Regions from separate parts of the Mus musculus genome. Here region 1 is linked to region 2. The links are chromatin contacts, called in public HiChIP or PLAC-seq maps. All regions are on one chromosome and are shown on one strand. Each heading gives the region's core, a stretch centred on a gene start, on an enhancer-like site or on the middle of the called end of the contact. The rest is flanking DNA. Distances are from core to core; before and after follow the strand shown.

Region 1 (2,895 bases), core at 355-2,854, 490 kb before region 2:
GAAGCGTGGTCGTGTGACAGTGAGGCATTGGGCCAGCTCTGTATCAGACTCCCGGAAGTTTAATTGAGGTGGCATTAGGCCTGGGAATGTACCTCAGATGATAGCGTGTTTGCACAGCATGCTCAAGGTCCTGGCTTTGATCCCCAGGACTGTCGAACCGGGGCATGGTGCTGCGGGCCTGTCATCCCGGCACTCAGGAGGTGGAGATCTGAAGTTCGAAACCATCCTCAAGTAGACAGCAAGGTCTCTGCTAGCTTGGGCTGTATGAGACCCTGACTCTGACATAACAAATAGATAAATGTAAACTGTTCAAAAAGATATGGAGGCGATACACTGCTATGGAACTGGGAATTGTTTCCAGAAGTGTAGCAGCTACGTGAGATAGTGACTGGGAGAGGGTCTCTGGTCATGTCCACCGCCTAGCTCCACAGCGTAATAGCGGGAATTCCTGGCCAAGCACTCATGGTTAGTAAAGGGCTCTCAAGCACCAGCCTCTTTGCCTGTCATGATATCACAACCAGCCCATTCCTCAGAGGAGAAGACTGAGGCTCTAGCATGACTCCCCTCCCCTCCCCTCACCCCGCTCCAAGCTCAAGCTAAGGACTTGCACCCAGTGGGTTCCTACAGGACAACTGCCCACAGAAATGGCTCTGCTAGGGGACAGAGCAGGGCCCCGGGCCAGCCTCACTCTTGCAAATGAGTCCTCCTTGCTGCTGTGGTTAGCAGGCCAGCCCTTCATTTCCCCACCAGGCTCAGCGTTTTGCAAACCAAGCCTTAGGGTGGGCAGGGTCATCTCCTGGCAGTTCCCCCGCTGCAGCCAGTGGGGAGATGAGCAATTGCTTCCCTCTCAGAAAGGCAGCACGGGGCCAGAAGCAGAGCCTGGGTCCTGAACCTCCTCCAGCCCAGGTAGATGGGGCAGCCTGAGCTCCCCATTAACGGAAACAGAAATTTAATTTGCTCCGTGGCCAGATCTACAACTGGCCTCCCCTCCCCGCAGCCGTGTCCAGGGCCCCAGCTTGGGGTCCCTAGCCTGCTGTGTCACCAACACCACCTGTCACCCCTCTGACCTCCACTTCCTGCTGGTAAGGTGAAAAAAGAAAAACATACACAAGGGGACCTGAGGGTTTAAAGAAATAAGTTCATATTCAAGAGCTTAACAAGTACCTGGCAAAAGCCTACACTCAAGCTGCTGTCAATCAAAAGTTCTCGTGGTCAGTGACAGTGTCAGACCCAGGTGCCTGCCGGGCATTGCTCTGGAAGACAGGCATCAAGCAGGGGACGAGACAGATCTCCGGTAAATTAGTAAGTACAACATTTGGCAGCAATAAGTACCATAAGACTTAACCAGAGTGAGCCATGACAGGACGGGAGGGATGCTCTCTGAGTGATCAGGGAGGTCTCCCTCAGAAAGTGACATGGAAGCTGACATCTAAGAAAGGTTACCCTAGGAGCCGCAGGTCTCAGCTCAGTGGGTAAGGCACTGGCCATGCAAGCATGAGGGCCTGCACTCAGAACCCATGTCAAAGCATGAGATAGGATCAGACATCAGCGACACCAGCCCCGGGGGAGGAAGGGAAAATGGAGAACTCCTGGGGCTTAATGGCCAGCCGGGCCAGCCAGAACAGGAAACTCCAGGTTCCAGGAGATTGTCTCAGAGAACAAGGAAAGGAAGTAGGAGAGAGAGAGAGACAGGTACTGTCAACCTCTGAGATCTACACACACATGCATGAGCGAGCACACCACACATGTGCGGTACACTGCAGCACACACACACACACACACACACACACAGAGGGGCTTGAGATGACTCAGCAGTTAAGAGCAGTTACTGGTGTGTGTGGCGGGGGGGGGGGGGGGGCGCCTGGGTTCAGTTCCCAGCTCCTACATCAGGGGGCCCACAGTCACCCAAAACTCCACCTCCAGGTGATCTCAGGCCTTCCTCTGGCCTCTCAAGGAGCCTGCATATCCACGGTGCACAGAAATTCATGTAGGCACACACATATACACGTACATTTACAACACAAATCTAAAATAAATAAAGAGAAGTATTCCAGGCAGAGCAGCAGTAAGATGGAGAAGCGTGAGGTGTGGTCTAGGGGAAGCAATGACATCCCTGCTGGGACACGCTGCAGCTGTTCCCTGGAGCCTCATGACACCCTCTCCCTGTGCATGTCCTCCCCAGGCTGGACATGGGCTCACAGCAGCTCCACAGAGCCCATATATCTGCTCACACGAGCTCCACACAGCCTGGACATGTGCTCACACCAGTTCCACACAGCCTGGACACAGGCTCACACCAGCTCCACACAGCCTGGACACATGCTCACACCAGCTCCACACAGCCTGGACATGTGCTCACACCAGCTCCACACAGCCTTAACAAGTGCTCACACCAGCTCCACACAGCCTGGACATGTGCTCACACCAGCTCCACACAGCCTGGACATGTGCTCACACCAGTTCCACACAGCCCGGACATGTGCTCACACCAGCTCCACACAGCCCATACATCTGCTCACACCAGCTCCACACAGCCTGGACATGTGCTCCACCAGTTCCACACAGCCCGGACATGTGCTCACACCAGCTCCACACAGCCTTAACAAGTACTCACACCAGCTCCACACAGCCTGGACATGTGCTCACACCAGCTCCACACAGCCTGGACATGTGCTCACACCAAATCCACACAGCCTGGACACGTGCTCACACCAGCTCCACACCCCCCCGCCCCCACCACACACACATACACTGGTTGCTTCTCTTACCCACAATCTATTCTTCCCCCTTTCAGGCCTTTTCACTATGATCTGTTAGCGCCCCCCCACCCCACCCCCAAGTATCCTCTGGTGCCTTCTGTGACCCTCAGCAAGTGACAACTTGCCAATTGCATAT
Region 2 (3,331 bases), core at 466-2,965:
AAAATCCACCCATCCATCAATCCACCCATCCATCCACCTACCCATTCATCCATCCATCATCCATCCATCACCCATCTATTATCTATCCATCTATCCACCCATTCATCCACCCATCCATCATCCATTCATCTATCATCCATCCATCCATCCACCCATTCATCCTTCTACTCACCAATCGGCCCATCTACCTATCCATCCATCCATAATCCACCCACTCACCCATCCATCCACCCATCCATCCATCATCCATCTATCCATCCATCCATCCATCCATCCATCCATCCATCATCTATCTATCACTCATCCACCAGCTAGCCATCCATCATCCATTCATCTATCATCCATCCATCCATCTACCCATCTACCCATCTATCCATCATCCACATCCATCTATCCATTTTCATCATCCATCATCCACCCATCCACCTATCCATCCATCATCACCCATCCATCCATCACCCATCTATCATCTATCCACTTATCCACCCATTCATCCATCACCTATCCATCTTCCATCCATCCATCCATCCATCCATCCATCAATCCATCCATCTGCCTATGTATCCTTTCTCCATCCATCCTCCAACCATCCATCCTTTCTCTATAAATCCCCCATCCATTCTCCTTTTGTCCTCCACCCATTTGGATGGATCCTCAATCCATATATTGTCCACCTAATATGCCTATATCTATACTCCATCTGGCCTCCATCCTTCCAGCCTCTCTCCATTCTCCTTGCATTCATACCACATCCCCCTAGTCAGCAAATATTACCAAATGTCTGTTGTGTGTGGGACAATGTGAAAAGTACTATGGAAAGATTCAGAGGCAGACCAGGCTACTCTCCCAAAAGAACTTCAATGCTGGTAAGGAGAAAGGAGCCAGATTTAAGTCAGGCTGCTTGTGCCATGTGCTGATCTAGCTCTGTCCTGGCTTGGGCCCTCCCATGGTACCCTTCCAATATACTCCTTATCCTCTGAATGACCCATCCCTGGCAGGGAGGGGCTCACCTTGACTTTCCTTCTTTGGGTGATCACAGTGGGAAGCCAGCTGTGCTCTGCAGCGTGCCACTGAAGCCCTGTTGGTAGCCAGTACCAAGGTTCGTCCTGAGGATCAGAGACGCCAGGAGGCTACCAGGGCCATGTTTGAGGCTGTGGGGAGTGTTCTGGAAGCTTCGCTCAGCCACAGATCAGAAGAGCCCATGGAGGCTAACAGCAGCCAGGTGGGTGCCCTGGACCAGATGCAGGCCTCGTGCATGCTGCACGCCCGGCCCATGCTAGTGTTGCTAGGTGGATCCTTCTCGCCAACCTACAGATGATGGAATAGGCACAGAGGCTACAGTGCTTCTTGGAGGCTGAGAGGAAGGCTCTAGAGAGCAAATGTGGATAGCACACAACACACAGAACAGGGTCCCTGCACTTAGTGAATCCCTCCTGTCTCACAGAACAGGGGCCCTGCACTTAGTGAGTCCCTCCTGTCTCACAGAACAGGGGCCCTGCACTTAGTGAGTCCCTCCTGGCTCTTGGGAGCCAAGCTACCCAACACCTCCTTTCCTCATCTATACCTGAAAGCACTCTGCCTCACCCCGTCAGCTGTCCACTGGACAGGTTATATGAACCACTTGACAAGTTTGAGCAATGTCCTGGTTCCTGTAACCAAAACATAGAATGTCTTTAGGAGTCAACCACCCAGAACAAGAAATAAAGTACAGCTGTGACCTCAAGAGTCACTGGAGGGCCTTGAGAGTACTTCCTCTGGGGGTAGCATCATGGCGAAGCCACAAAGCCAAATGGGCTACTTTTTCTACCCAAAACAACAACTACCACACCCTGAAGGACAGACACATGCAAAGATGTCTTACATGTGTCCACACATTCAGATACTAAACAGACTCCCATGTTCATCCTCGAACACGCATACATACACACAATTCACAACTACATACGCACATACGGGATGGAATGTCCACAATTCCGTGTGTGCACATGTGTCCCTGGGATGGAACTCGGGTTGTCAAGTTTAGTTGCAAGCATCTTATCCAGTGAACCAACTAACTGACCCCAGATGTGTCTGATGTGGGGGTTTGGATGGGGCAGGGCACTGAGCCTTGCCTATAGTTCTTATCTCTGCTGGAGCAACACCTAGGCCACACGCATGAACCCACAGCACAATCACACAGCAAAGGGTCACACAGAACAATGGCTCTTCATATGGATCCTGAAGCCAGGTTCTCCGAGCGCCCTGGTTCATTTCACCAATATGTGACTTTCCTAAGTCACCTCCTGTAGATGCCTGCTTTGCCTATGACCTGTAGGGCTGTCTCTGTCTATCACCTCCCAGACCCTGCTAAGAGTCCCACACTAACCTGGGGACAACGATGACAGTTCACAGTCATGTCCTGCTTCCTTTCCAGGCTTACATTGTGGCCCAGCTGCTTCGGGTTATAGACCATTTTCAGAGTGCCCTTCTGCTGGGGACATTGCCAGGAGGCCTTCCAGCCATCCTGGTCACCCCTTCCATCTCTGTATACACAGACAGGTACTGAGCTCTGCTATGCATGCCCAAGAAAGTTGATGCCCTTACCCAACTCCAAGCTACCCAAGGCATAGCCCAGAGGTCAGTCTCGGGGATAGAGAAGTTTTGGGATCTGAGCCTGGTGCGTGGGTGTAATGGAGTCTTTCCGCCATGGTAGGTGTTTGTATGGGACAGCAGGGGAGCTATAGAGAGATAAGGGCAGTGTTAGAATTACCTGAGCTATGCAGTTAAGGGGGCTAATGAGGGGGACCACCTCCTCACACACATGATTCTGTGTCATGGGTAGCCCTGGCTATCCCATTATTGTAGAGAGCCCGTGGCAGTCCCAGACACACTCACTTGAGCTTTCCCAGGAAGGTTTGTGTCAGCTTCAAGCTACTTTCTGTTGTATGTGTTTTCCAGGGAAGTTATTCTAGTGTAGTTATGTATTTATTTGTTGAGAGCAGGTCTTGCTGCGTGTGTAACCTTGGCTGACCTGGGATTATTTATGTAGACCTGGATGGTCTCAGAATTACAGTGATCACTCTTCCCCTGCCTCAGGGTTGGGTTTTATAAGCACTTGAGCCACCATGGGTAGCCTGGTGGATATTTTAACTCATCCATATATAGACGAAAACAACCAAAAATAGAAATCGCTTCACCCAAGTCTATCTAACTTGGTACTTATTGATGTTAGTTACAGGCATATAGGCAACTTATGGGTGGGTGGGTGCACAACTGAAGAAAAGAGCCCCACTTGTCAACAATTATTGCCTGCTTATATATCCTTGGTGGTGGGAGGAGCCTGTGTGTTCCC

What was found. HiChIP or PLAC-seq counts read pairs in DNA pulled down with a chosen protein or histone mark.
Region 1: a contact with region 2 is called in an H3K27ac HiChIP or PLAC-seq map of large pre-B cells, with 2.9 times the contacts expected there. The contact joins two enhancer-like sites. A contact is called at or near these places in 2 of 484 Hi-C or Micro-C datasets (both in bone marrow-derived macrophages), 2 of 115 datasets of contacts at active chromatin or transcription factors (large pre-B cells and pro-B cells) and 1 of 9 other capture datasets (embryonic stem cells).

The regions. Positions count from the first base shown.
Region 1 is chr8:117,535,825-117,538,719 of GRCm38.p6, reverse strand. The region is part of intron 2 of Plcg2 (phospholipase C, gamma 2); the gene reads right to left. Among named protein-coding and RNA genes, the nearest start is that of Plcg2, 39 kb to the right of the region's middle. Within about 2 kb of position 1,604, at least 67 of the 459 cell types and tissues checked have an H3K27ac peak or open chromatin away from gene starts, as enhancers often do.
Region 2 is chr8:117,045,270-117,048,600 of GRCm38.p6, reverse strand. It overlaps Pkd1l2 (polycystic kidney disease 1 like 2), which reads left to right. Exons shown (of 43, transcript NM_029686.4): 18 at 1,040-1,222; 19 at 2,414-2,538. Among named protein-coding and RNA genes, the nearest start is that of Gm15395, 15 kb to the right of the region's middle. Within about 2 kb of position 1,715, at least 8 of the 459 cell types and tissues checked have an H3K27ac peak or open chromatin away from gene starts, as enhancers often do.